Regions from separate parts of the Zea mays genome. Here all the other regions are linked to region 3. A link is a contact called in public Hi-C data. All regions are on one chromosome and are shown on one strand. The core of a region is the stretch at or near the end of the contact, and the rest is flanking DNA. Distances in the headings are between cores, read along the strand shown.

Region 1 (3,566 bases), core at 728-3,227, 160 kb before region 3:
CAAGATTTGATACACCGAACTTTCTATTGAGCTTGAACTTCAAACAAATCAACTCTGAATGCTCCAAGCCGAGCCTAGATGCAGCATCCAAGAACCTCAGTACCCTAACAACCTTAGCATTGCACATCTTGCTTGAGGAAAGCTGTGTGCTTGGCTCTCCTAGATTATCAAGGAACACCTACTCCTTCAGTGTATTGAAGTATGATGCAGGGATCTCAACAGGAGGTAGCAAAGCTGATACACCCTTGAACTGTTCAAAGATTTTTCCACAGTTAGTACACTAGAGTTATGCAAACAATCTAACAACCATGTACAGCTGTCAAAGCCCAAGCTTACTCGGTGTTGCCTGTATTTCTCCCGGATCGCCACCATGGATTGACATGTCCGGTTGAGCTGCAAATTATGTATGGCAGCAACACAGTCCTTCAACTCAGATGGCTTATAGCCTGTTAGCGTTTGCACCTTCTTGCTCTGCAACCCGTTCATAACAAAATGAGTTGGTGGTTTGTATTTGATGAGACAGGAATGTATAGAGATCAAACAGATCGAGATTATACCCAGGGATGGGTGTGTGGATCCAGGGTCAGCCTTGCAACAAAGACGGCTGAGGCTGCAACAAGTGACGGCAAGGAGCGAATCAAGCCATAATCCAGCAAGCTCAGCTCAGAAAGGTAGCTCCCCAGGAACTCCAACTGGAGGCTAGGATACTGCAATATGCATCACAACATAACAAATCAGACAACATCATAAACAAGCAGCAGGCATTTGGAACAAGAACAGATTTCATTGTTGAAATGCAACAAATCTTTCTCACCTTCTTGTTGTCTTCTTGGGCAGATCTGATGAACATCCTAGGAAACAAAAGGTAAAGGGCGCACAAAATTTAGAAATGGGATCATTCTGGTAGACAAGGATTGCAGGACCAATTCAGATTGATTTGGTTTGTGATCTACCTCAGGAACGTCTTGGCGGTAGGACTGCCCACCTCAAACTTGAGGACATTCAGTATATCACTCTCCATCTTAACTACCTACAGATCCCCAAGCACGGACCAGTTAACATTTAGTAATCAACCAGTGGCAAGATCCAGAGACAAATCGCGTTGATAGCATACAGAAAGGAGGAGGAACACGCACCTCCTGCTTGGTGTAGGTGTTATCGGTGATGTAGCAGAAATCCTCCACGTTGGGCGGGCTGATCTCCTCATACTTGCTGCATCGATTTGAATCGGACCCAGCAAATGAGAAATGGAACACCATTCATGCAAAATGGGTGAGTCAGATTAACGGATCGGCTGCTTACGATGCGATGAGCATGGCGGAGACGCCGAGGAGCTGCAGCTTCTGCCTGTTGAGAACTTTGGCAGAGAGGAAGCGGTCGATGTAGGAGACGGTGAGGTAGAGCGTGTCGGAGACGAGCTTGTACTCCTCGGCGACCTCGACGAGCCAGTCGATGAGGATGCCACGCATGTTGGGCGTGACGTCGATCTGCACCGCCGCGATGTAGTCAACAGCGAGGCGGCGCTTGGCCTGCGACTCCATGGAGCGGAGGTAGGAGTAGATGTCGGAAGCGTAGGGCTTGCAGAGCTGAATGTCGTCATCCGTGTCATCCGCGGCGGCGGGCGCGGCAGGCGCGGGCGCTGCCTTGGGCTTGGGCTTGGGCTTGGCGGCGGGGAGGAGGCGCTGCTTCCTGACGGGCTTGTCGTCGTCGTCGTCGTGCGCGCCGAGCACGGCGTTGGGGAGCGTGGGCAGCTGGCTGAGCGCGACGCGCTTGCGCTTGGCGGCGACGGCCACAGCCGTGACGACGGCTGAGCGCTTGGCGGCTGCGCGGGTGAGGCGCGGCCGTTCGGCGGCGGCGGCGGCAGAGTTCTCCATGGGCAACGGTAAAGGCGGGCAGCGCTGCTCCTGCTCCGGCTGTGCGTGCACGGCGGCGGCGGGGGCAGGAGCAGGTCGCTAGGCGCCGGAGCACTGAGGAGGCGGAGGGCGGAGGAGGGGATTGGGGCTGCGGTGGCGGGCGCGCGGTTAAGTAGCGGACGGGGGCGGGGGGAATGGGAGGGAGAGGAGGCCGCCATTATTTTTGGATTCGAAGGATTTGGGAGAGCTCCGGTTGGAGGGAAGAGCCTCGGGTGCTTTGGGTTCCCGGTTTCGATCGCGGCGGCCTCGATTTGGAAATTCGTTCGAGTTTTGGCAGCGACACTCCGTGGAGGGGGAGGGAGCGAGGGAAAGATTGGGGAAAAAATTTTTCTTTTTAAAAAAATTGGGAGTGTTGGCGCGAGGCCGCAAACGCGCCGCGGCGTCCACCCGCCTGCGGAGAGCGCGGGAGTTTTCGGGGGCCGTGAGTTGATTTTTTGTATTTGAGATTTCAGTGGCTGCTGCGTGCGTGGCGCTGGCGTTCGGTTTCTGTTCTGGCTCGTCACGTCGCCGGACGCCGGCGCCTCGTGGCTGACCTGGCAAGCTGGCACCAGGGCTTTATTTCTCTTTTTCAATTTTTTTTGTGTGTGCGCGCACGCGTTTCCCTCTCTGTTTTTGTGTGCCGTTGCTTTACAGGTAAATGAGTCCTAGGACAAATGTACAAACTAATCACATGAAGAAAGACAGACATTTGATATATGCAGATCGACCGAAAACTAAAACTGATCCTCCGGATTCGACTGGTTTGTTTGTCGATGTCTCGACCTGAAGGTCTTACCACTAGTAAAATAATGTTGTGTGTCCTGACCTAAATGGGTGATGCAAGATAACACAAGTTGTTAATTTTGGTTCGAACGAGAGAGAGTCCTACTTCCAGCAGAGGGAGTATGAGACTTATATTACTTGCACCTAAGTGCTTGTAGTAGAGAGTACAAGCTGATCGGAAGAGAAAACGATCTCAAGTCACTGGGTTGATTGAGGCAAGTGTCAATATCGTGGTGGAGGTGAGAACCGTGAAGTGTTCCCTCTGCCCACTGAAGCCGTACATTGTCCTATTTATAGCCTCAAATAGGGCTGCTATGAGTACCGGAGCTGGCCACGTATGGTGAGTAGGCGAAGCCGAACCCTAGTAGACGGTATGGCTTGGAGCATGGGTCTTGTACTTGTTGTTGACTTATGCCCGGTGGAGACGCCAGATTTCTATTGAGAGTCGAGGCTAGGGCCGAGGGATCGGTCACGTACCTGAGCCCACCTGACAAGGAGGTTGGCCATGCCATAGTGGTTAGTGTACTACTTAGTATGGCAAAAAAAACCTTGGATAATATGTCAGTACTACAATTTACGATGACGTCGGGCGCCTTTCCATTGCTGATATCGAGGCCGAAGCCGGGCTTGGGCGAGGCGGAAGTCCACCCGAGATCGAGACCGAGCTTGCTCCAGGATTCGTAGAGCGACACAATTGAAGGAGTGGCCTCCTGCGGGATTCACAAGGAGCAGTTAGCCAAGGTCGGGCTCGAGCGAGGCGGAGTTTTTGCCTGAGGGTCAGTCTGCACTCTTTGTCGTATGTGTGTCCCATCGGGAGTTGGTAGGCAACGTGCAGGAATAGTGGTTGTGTGCGTCATCGTAGTTTTGTGAAGTTTGATGGGACCGCGGTCC
Region 2 (3,503 bases), core at 661-3,160, 200 kb before region 3:
TTGTGGTTGTTTGTTATAAACTAAGATGTTTTCAACAATGCTCTTTCTTTTACCAATGTAATCGCTACTGTTTTTTTGCATGAAAGGGAATATGCTTTGAGATCTTTCAAGAGTGGGCAAACTACTATTTTTGGTCATTCCTCTGAACTCGTGGAGATGCACCGGTGGACACTGGAGATTGTGGTGTAGGCCATGACACGCGTGCATGGACGCCGGCGTCGGCGCATGTCTTCACGTCTTAGTCATTCTGAGCCAGACGATCATTGCCATTTGTGATGTGCAGGAGAGATGCATTATGGTGTCTCGCTATATAATTGGTATGGATAGAGTATGTTTTTGCTATGTCTGTATTTGTATATCATATGTGTTCTGAATGTTGTATGATACTAGATAATAAAGGGGTGATGCTCCTTCAATAGGAATCTTTTCTCTAAACAATAAATGTTCTCAATAGGAATCTTTCTTTATTTCGATCTTGTATTATCAGCTTAGGATTTGTCTATTTCGATTAATAGTAACATTAAGCCAAATTTTGGTTGTTCGAAATGGCAGACTTTGACATTTGTTATGATTGTTGAGTTGATTTTTGATAGCATCATTAAACAATGACATATGCATACAAGTGTCTTCCGTTGCAACCCATAGGCATATACCTAGTATACAATTAGGTCTCATGTGTAAACGTGCAAGCGAGCATTCAGATCCATTGGATCATAATCTAACCGTACATATAATTATGGTTTGTTAGGGGTTTTATTATAAATCTACGCAAGCCCATGGTGAAAGAATTTAAGTGTTAAACTAGCCAACGATTTTTATATATCATATAAATAGGTATTAAGATATTTATTCAAATATAATTATTGTTTATTTCTAAACACTAAGGTACGTGTGGTTTAATGGTTAGCCCCAAATTTCCGGATCTAGGGTGTGGGTTTGAGTGCTCGCTCTGCACTTTTTTGTGTGGTGTGGTAGCTGCGTGGGTGGGGTCGGGTGCTGAGCAGGCGCAGTAGATGGCTATATGGGCGTTGGGATCCATAGGGCAATAGCTAAGAGAAGGGCGGGAGAACCAGTTAGAGAGTGTGGGATGGGCCTAGAGTGCCAGCGTGTCCACAGGGTAGTAGTTGAGAGAGGGACGGGAGAAACAATCGGGGCGCGTGGAGTGGGCACAGAGTGTCAGCGTGGAGGGTGAAACGGTAGCACCAGGTGTCCACCTTAGATTCTTAATTGACTAGTATAGATAAATAAGTATTGAGATATTTATTCAAATATAAGTATTGATTATTTATAAACATTAAGGTATGCGTGATTGCGTGGTTACCCTCAAATGTTTAGAGAAGGGAGCGTAGGTTCGAGTGCTCATTTTGCATTATTACATTTATAATTCGAGTGCTCATTTCACATTTATAAATTAATATGATATTTCATATTTATAAAATTAATGTGATATATATGTTTGAATCATGATACAACGGATTATGAGTCTCGCTTGCATGTTGTACATCAAGATCTGATTGCACAATAGTTGTTGTGATTGGACACCATGAATATTTAGTTTAAGTTATTTTTTTTTCAATAACGATAGAAATAAAAATTAGAAACATTTATAAACGTAATATTCAGTTATTCAAACTTTTTCATGTTAGTAACTTTTTTATATAGTTTGGTTAAATCGTTTGATCTTTTGAAAATGGAGAATTGTTGTTGCTTTTTTATGGAAGGGGTATTTCTTATCACTCATAATTTTCTCTCTCTGTAACTGTAACTTTAACATGGCCGTTCCATACGCTCGGCTCCATGCACTCCCCGCCACCCAGGCCCACATCCAATCGATCTGGTCCCACTGCGCAGTACTTATAAAACCTTTCTCCTCTGAAGCTGCTCTTCTGGCCTTCTTTTCCCGGCCGAGAGGCGAGAGCCCAAACCCGCGCAGACGCGCAGTCAAGATTTCTCGTCGTCGTCGGCAATCGGCAACGGCAAGACAAGAACTCGAACCCCTTCGCCGCTTCCCCTCTCTTCCTGTTGCTCCCCGCCGCGCCGTCGTACGATCTCCTGAGCCGCCGGGCGCTCACGTCGACTACCTTTGCGCCCGCCACCGTGCACCGCTGCCTCCAGAGCGTCTCAGGTTTGGCCTCAAGCCCCGCTCCGCCCGTGCAGAAATTTTGTGTTTCTTGGTTCTTCATTTCTTGGATGGTGACTCCAGCGTTCTTGTTCCTCACTTCCTTGCTTTGGGGTTTCATCGAATTGGCTCGCGGAGTATGGCAGGCATTTTGTTCTTGGTCTCCCAAATCCCAATGGCGGAGCGCTAGGGTTCTCGCACTGTTTATTTGGGCATTCTTTCTTGGTCAATGTTGTTTGGACTCCACGGACCGGATAGATATATATTGTGGGTTCTTGGTTCATTTCTGAAAAAAACAAAAGGTTCGGCTTTTCTTGCTTTTAGTGTTGAATCGCTCGATGACAACAAATGTGATTCTCTTTTCCTCAGATAGATCAGTATTTGTTAGCCCTTTGTGCCAATGTCAATCCATCCTAGACAAAGGCGTGAGTTCTTCGCGCCTCTCCCAAAAGGCATTTATCTGGTCAACATTCGTTTCCCCTGCTCGGTTTGAAGTTTTGAACACCAAGCGGATGTCTCGTAGTTCATTCGTAAATAAGCACAATGGTCAATGGATTATGTTGATTTTTTTATCCTTCTTAGTCAACTCCTCACTTTGGTTAGGATTCGGATCTTTTGAGTTCGTGTTAAGCCTCGACTATGAAACATAAATAGTTCTTCCACTTTCGGCTTGCTCAGTCAAGATGGAAGTTTTGACATTAATTGGACTGAACTCTCCGAGGTCAGTGCTGTTGGTTGTTATTGCAACATTCCTTAGTTATTGCTTATTAGGTAAATTCATAGTGTTGGCCAGGTTCACCAGGTAGCTGCTTGCATCAAAATTTCGTTTTACTGTTAGATAAAGGTCTGGTCAATTCTTGGTCGTTGTCAAGTATGTCTGTTACCGAATTTTGGCAATGCTGATTATTCACTATGCAAAAAATTGGCACCTCTGAACTCTGATGTTTCCGGCTTCATGGAATTTCCAGCATAGAACTCAGATACAGCCAATTTTAAGTTTTTTATTATTTTACAAGAATTGTCAAGAACTTTTTTTGTTGCCGGAAAGTTTGGGTAAGATACCATTATTATCTTACTATTGCAGCTGCCAAATCTTCAGTGACATATTTGTTACTACCTGCTAGACTCCAAGAAAGGGTTGGTTCTTTCAGTGTGGTTTCCAATGGAGAAAAAGGGGCCTCAGGCCCTCACAGCAACTGAGCTGAATGCTGCCGTGTACAGATACCTCCAGGAATCAGGTTTCAGAACCATAATATAACCCTGTCACATTTCGGTTAGATATTAGCATTACATGTTTGTCGGTTCTTTCATGGGTAAATTATGATCGTTGTGTTGTTAGGGGTCTACGTAATGAACAGAATTAGTGTTGGTTTGCTAAGGTCGA
Region 3 (3,485 bases), core at 98-2,597:
CAGTACTTGTGGCAAATCATCTTGAGATATCCAAAAGAACTTTGACATTAAAGTTCAATGTCATTTGTTTTCAACAAAAAAATAGCTAAGTGGGTACGAATTACAAAAAAAAGAGTTTGCTATGTTCAGGACCACTTAGCTCACTAGTCAGTATTAGCCAGTAGTAGTACCAATGTTACTGCTAAGACATCTAGCAGTACATATGGTTTTGACCTAGCAATAAAATACAACAGTGGTGGAACGTTGAATCCTTGAGCGCCACAGTTCCTGCTGTCACATGGGACTCACAAAACTATGTTTATTTTGCGATGTTTTATGACCACCCCTATGGCAGCTGGCTGTTAGTCAGGCAATCATTCTTCCTAAATCACAACCTATCCGCAAAAAAGGTGAAAAAATGGAGCTTAATAAAAGAAGAAGAAAAAATGCCACCAGTCTCATGATCCAGCAGGCATCATACAACAAACATATGTCTAAAGGGCCATGGTTGCTGATGATTTACCAAGCCTAAAGTTATGCCCATGCAGCTAATTCTCCATTGCTTCACAGTGTACAGTCTTACATAATCCCCTCCCCCTCCTTGCTGGCACAAGCCACAACTTTATGTACACAAACTAAACCTTGATGATAAATAGAACTGCAGGAGCGTCAGATTTCTGTTTCCCTTTGTGACCAGTGAACCAGCCAAGAAATCACGGCTTGTAAGCACCCTACTATGTATTAGACTTCTTGGCAGTAACGTTGCCGCCTTATTTGCAGTATTCAATAACAGACAAAGGTGAGCAATGAGCCTACCACAGGAGGTGGTCATAATAAGACGAACCGTTTACTGGAACCCAGATCCTACTCCTGAGCCCCATCAGATATCAAATTACAAACGAGACATGATAACGGGCAGTGGCTTTCCTGCATAGAAACCTCAAAATCGCGGCCAACGAAATCCTTGGAGGCTAATCATGCAGTAGCATCCGATAATCCCCACCAACTGCTATTCAATTTTTGGGGAAAAGAGGCTCTGGTCGTTCGGGCGATGTCCCCGAGGTAGGCGACGGTGGCTGGCTCACCTTGGAGGGTCCATGTACGGGCCTCCCCCGCGCGTGCAGCTCGTCGAAGGGCGACGCGGACGCAGACGCCACCCCGACACCCCTCCTCCGGCGGGCGGCCCCTCCACCCGGGCAAAACGGCAGCGGCGGCGGGGGCGGCGGTAGGGGCAGCCTGAGGCGCTGCTGCGAGGCGGAGGGCGGCGCGCGGAGGCTGTAGGCGGTCGGCATGTGGGCCGTCGCCGGCAGGGCGATGGAGGCGCGGGCAGGCGATTCCTGCCTCCCCTCCGCTTCTTCTTTCCCTCGGGGTACCGAGGTGGTGATAGAAGATACTCCTACAAGATAGGCTTCAGCTGCCCCGCGCTGGCTGCCTGTCTCGGTCTCCCGCGGTGCGATTCTTCGCCCCGCGTCTGCTTGCGACCCACGCGCCCGTGGATACTCGCGGGGGGATTGGGTTGCTGACGGGCGGGCCAGGCTGAGGAACTCGTGGACGGCCGCTATTGGTCCCGGGGTGGATGGACGGTGGAATTGGGTGGGATGAGGATGACACAAAACGAGCGGTAAACCACGGTACTAGCAATATTAGCCACGACCCCCTCGGTCACCTCATGCCATCCACTCGTGGACTGACTGTCTCGATCACTTCATGACATCCCTCATCTCATTTATAGATGGTCAAATAGGCTCTCCGCACGACAATAACACTATTACATTATTAGCCACTATTAATATTTATGTTGTCTCCTGTTGGCACTAGTGTGTAACCAACGACTCAGTCACTACGCTATAGTGTCTGACTATAGTCTGATCGTGACGTGTCGACATTATATGGCACTAACATACCGTGTCCGTGCCAGCCAGACACTATTTTATTTTAAAAGCTCAAAAAATATAGAAGATCTTTAAGATTATATATATAATTTTAAAACTTGAATATTTATACCATTATAATTTATTATGTTTAAAATCATAACAAATAAAAATTTAAAATCGCGTGCACATATCACGATCACATCTATAAATCACCGGTTGGTCTAACTCGTGTCTAACCATGCCGGTCACTTAATCGTGTCGTGCTCGTGTCAGCCCATCGTGTCGGGATGACGGTCCAAGTACGACACACTCATGTCGTGCCGGTACTGGCTCTATATGAATCTTGCCTGTGCCGTGTCGAAGCACAGGCCGTGACATGTTTAGTGCCGACCCATTTAGTACGGTCTATTTGGTCGTCTATAATTTCATCCAACACCCTTATAAGAACGATGGTGTCCTGTTTTTCCTAAGTATATGGTCAAATTGTATAATACCAAGTAGTCTCAGCGATAAGCAATTGTTATTCAAGAATCAATAGTTTCTTCATACAAAAAATAGATTATTTGGTTTTCGAAATTCACAGTATATGATGAACAGGCATGCAAGGATAAAACAAAGAATGATCTTCATTTAGAAGATTAGGGCATGGTTTTCTGTGAATAAAAATACAAAAAGATTGCATTTTCCTATATTAGCCGCTCAATGCTGCTTATACGCACTGTCTTACTATTTCACAATCTTTCTAAGCTGGTGTCCTCTCATTCCTAACATTCTTCAGTTTACTCGTGTCCCTATAGGCTCCAAATATAGGAGTTCCCAAAACGTGCGGCAACCATAAACCATGCGGGTCCGCTAGCATTGATTTGCAAATCTGTCTAGTTCACCTCGATGGCCGCCAACCACAACGCTGATGATGCCGCTAGAGAGCCTGTCGCGAGCGCCTCTCCACCCGCCTCTGAGGCCGAGCACCGCGCCCTCCTCCGACCATCGTCGTTCATCTCCGCCATCTCAGACGACAATGAAGGGTGCAAGGAGCGGGCGTTCGAGCCATCCGAGAAGGTCATCGTCTCCGTCTCCGGCGACCCCGAAGGCGATGCTAGCGAAGAGCGCGCCTTCTACGCCTCGGGGGGCTGCATGCCGCCCTTCTCGTGGCGCAAGCTGTGGGCATTCTCGGGGCCCGGCTTTCTGATGAGCATCGCGTTCGTAGACCCGGGGAACATCGAGGGCGACCTGCAGGCCGGTGCCACAGCGGGCGGCACGCTGCTCTGGGTGCTCGTGTGGGCGACGGCCATGGGCCTACTCGTGCAGCTTCACGCCGCGCGCCTCGGGGTGGCCACAGGGAGGCACCTTGCTGAGCTGTGCCGTGACGAGTACCCGGATTGGGCGCGCCGCGCGCTCTGGTTGATGGCCGAGGTCGCCTTGGTCAGCGCTGACATCCAGGAGGTCATCGGGAGCGCCATTGCCATCAAGATCCTCAGCCACGGCCTGTTGCCTCTCTGGGGCGGTGTTGTCATTACCGCTTTGGATTGGTAAGCATATTTGGTTCTTGGTATATGGAATTGTCGTCAAATCTCGATAGTTATTTCACCTATATATATGTACTTGCACCCTGCTTACCACAATACTGTTTTC

Evidence for each region. Hi-C and Micro-C count contacts between places; a contact is called where the count stands out from the background.
Region 1: a contact with region 3 is called in a Hi-C map of ear, with 2.5 times the contacts expected there. The contact joins the promoter of LOC100280053 here to the promoter of LOC100272896 in region 3. A contact is called at or near these places in 3 of 25 Hi-C or Micro-C datasets (ear, endosperm and tassel) and 1 of 3 datasets of contacts at active chromatin or transcription factors (leaf).
Region 2: a contact with region 3 is called in a Hi-C map of leaf, with 4 times the contacts expected there. The contact joins the promoter of LOC100382641 here to the promoter of LOC100272896 in region 3. A contact is called at or near these places in 5 of 25 Hi-C or Micro-C datasets (all in leaf).

The regions. Positions count from the first base shown.
Region 1 is chr1:262,331,949-262,335,514 of Zm-B73-REFERENCE-NAM-5.0, forward strand. LOC100280053 (cyclin superfamily protein, putative) reads right to left here and starts at 1,978. Exons shown (of 7, transcript NM_001152993.1): 1 at 1,303-1,978; 2 at 1,137-1,212; 3 at 954-1,030; 4 at 815-851; 5 at 558-707; 6 at 337-471; 7 at 1-250. The coding sequence starts at 1,874. The coding sequence ends at 179.
Region 2 is chr1:262,289,518-262,293,020 of Zm-B73-REFERENCE-NAM-5.0, forward strand. LOC100382641 reads left to right here and starts at 1,911. Exons shown (of 4, transcript NM_001175365.1): 1 at 1,911-2,125; 2 at 3,204-3,357. The coding sequence starts at 3,282.
Region 3 is chr1:262,491,334-262,494,818 of Zm-B73-REFERENCE-NAM-5.0, forward strand. LOC100272896 reads right to left here and starts at 1,348. Exons shown (of 6, transcript NM_001147349.1): 1 at 1,065-1,348. The coding sequence starts at 1,271. LOC103643755 (metal transporter Nramp6) reads left to right here and starts at 2,717. Exons shown (of 4, transcript XM_008666924.3): 1 at 2,717-3,382. The coding sequence starts at 2,742.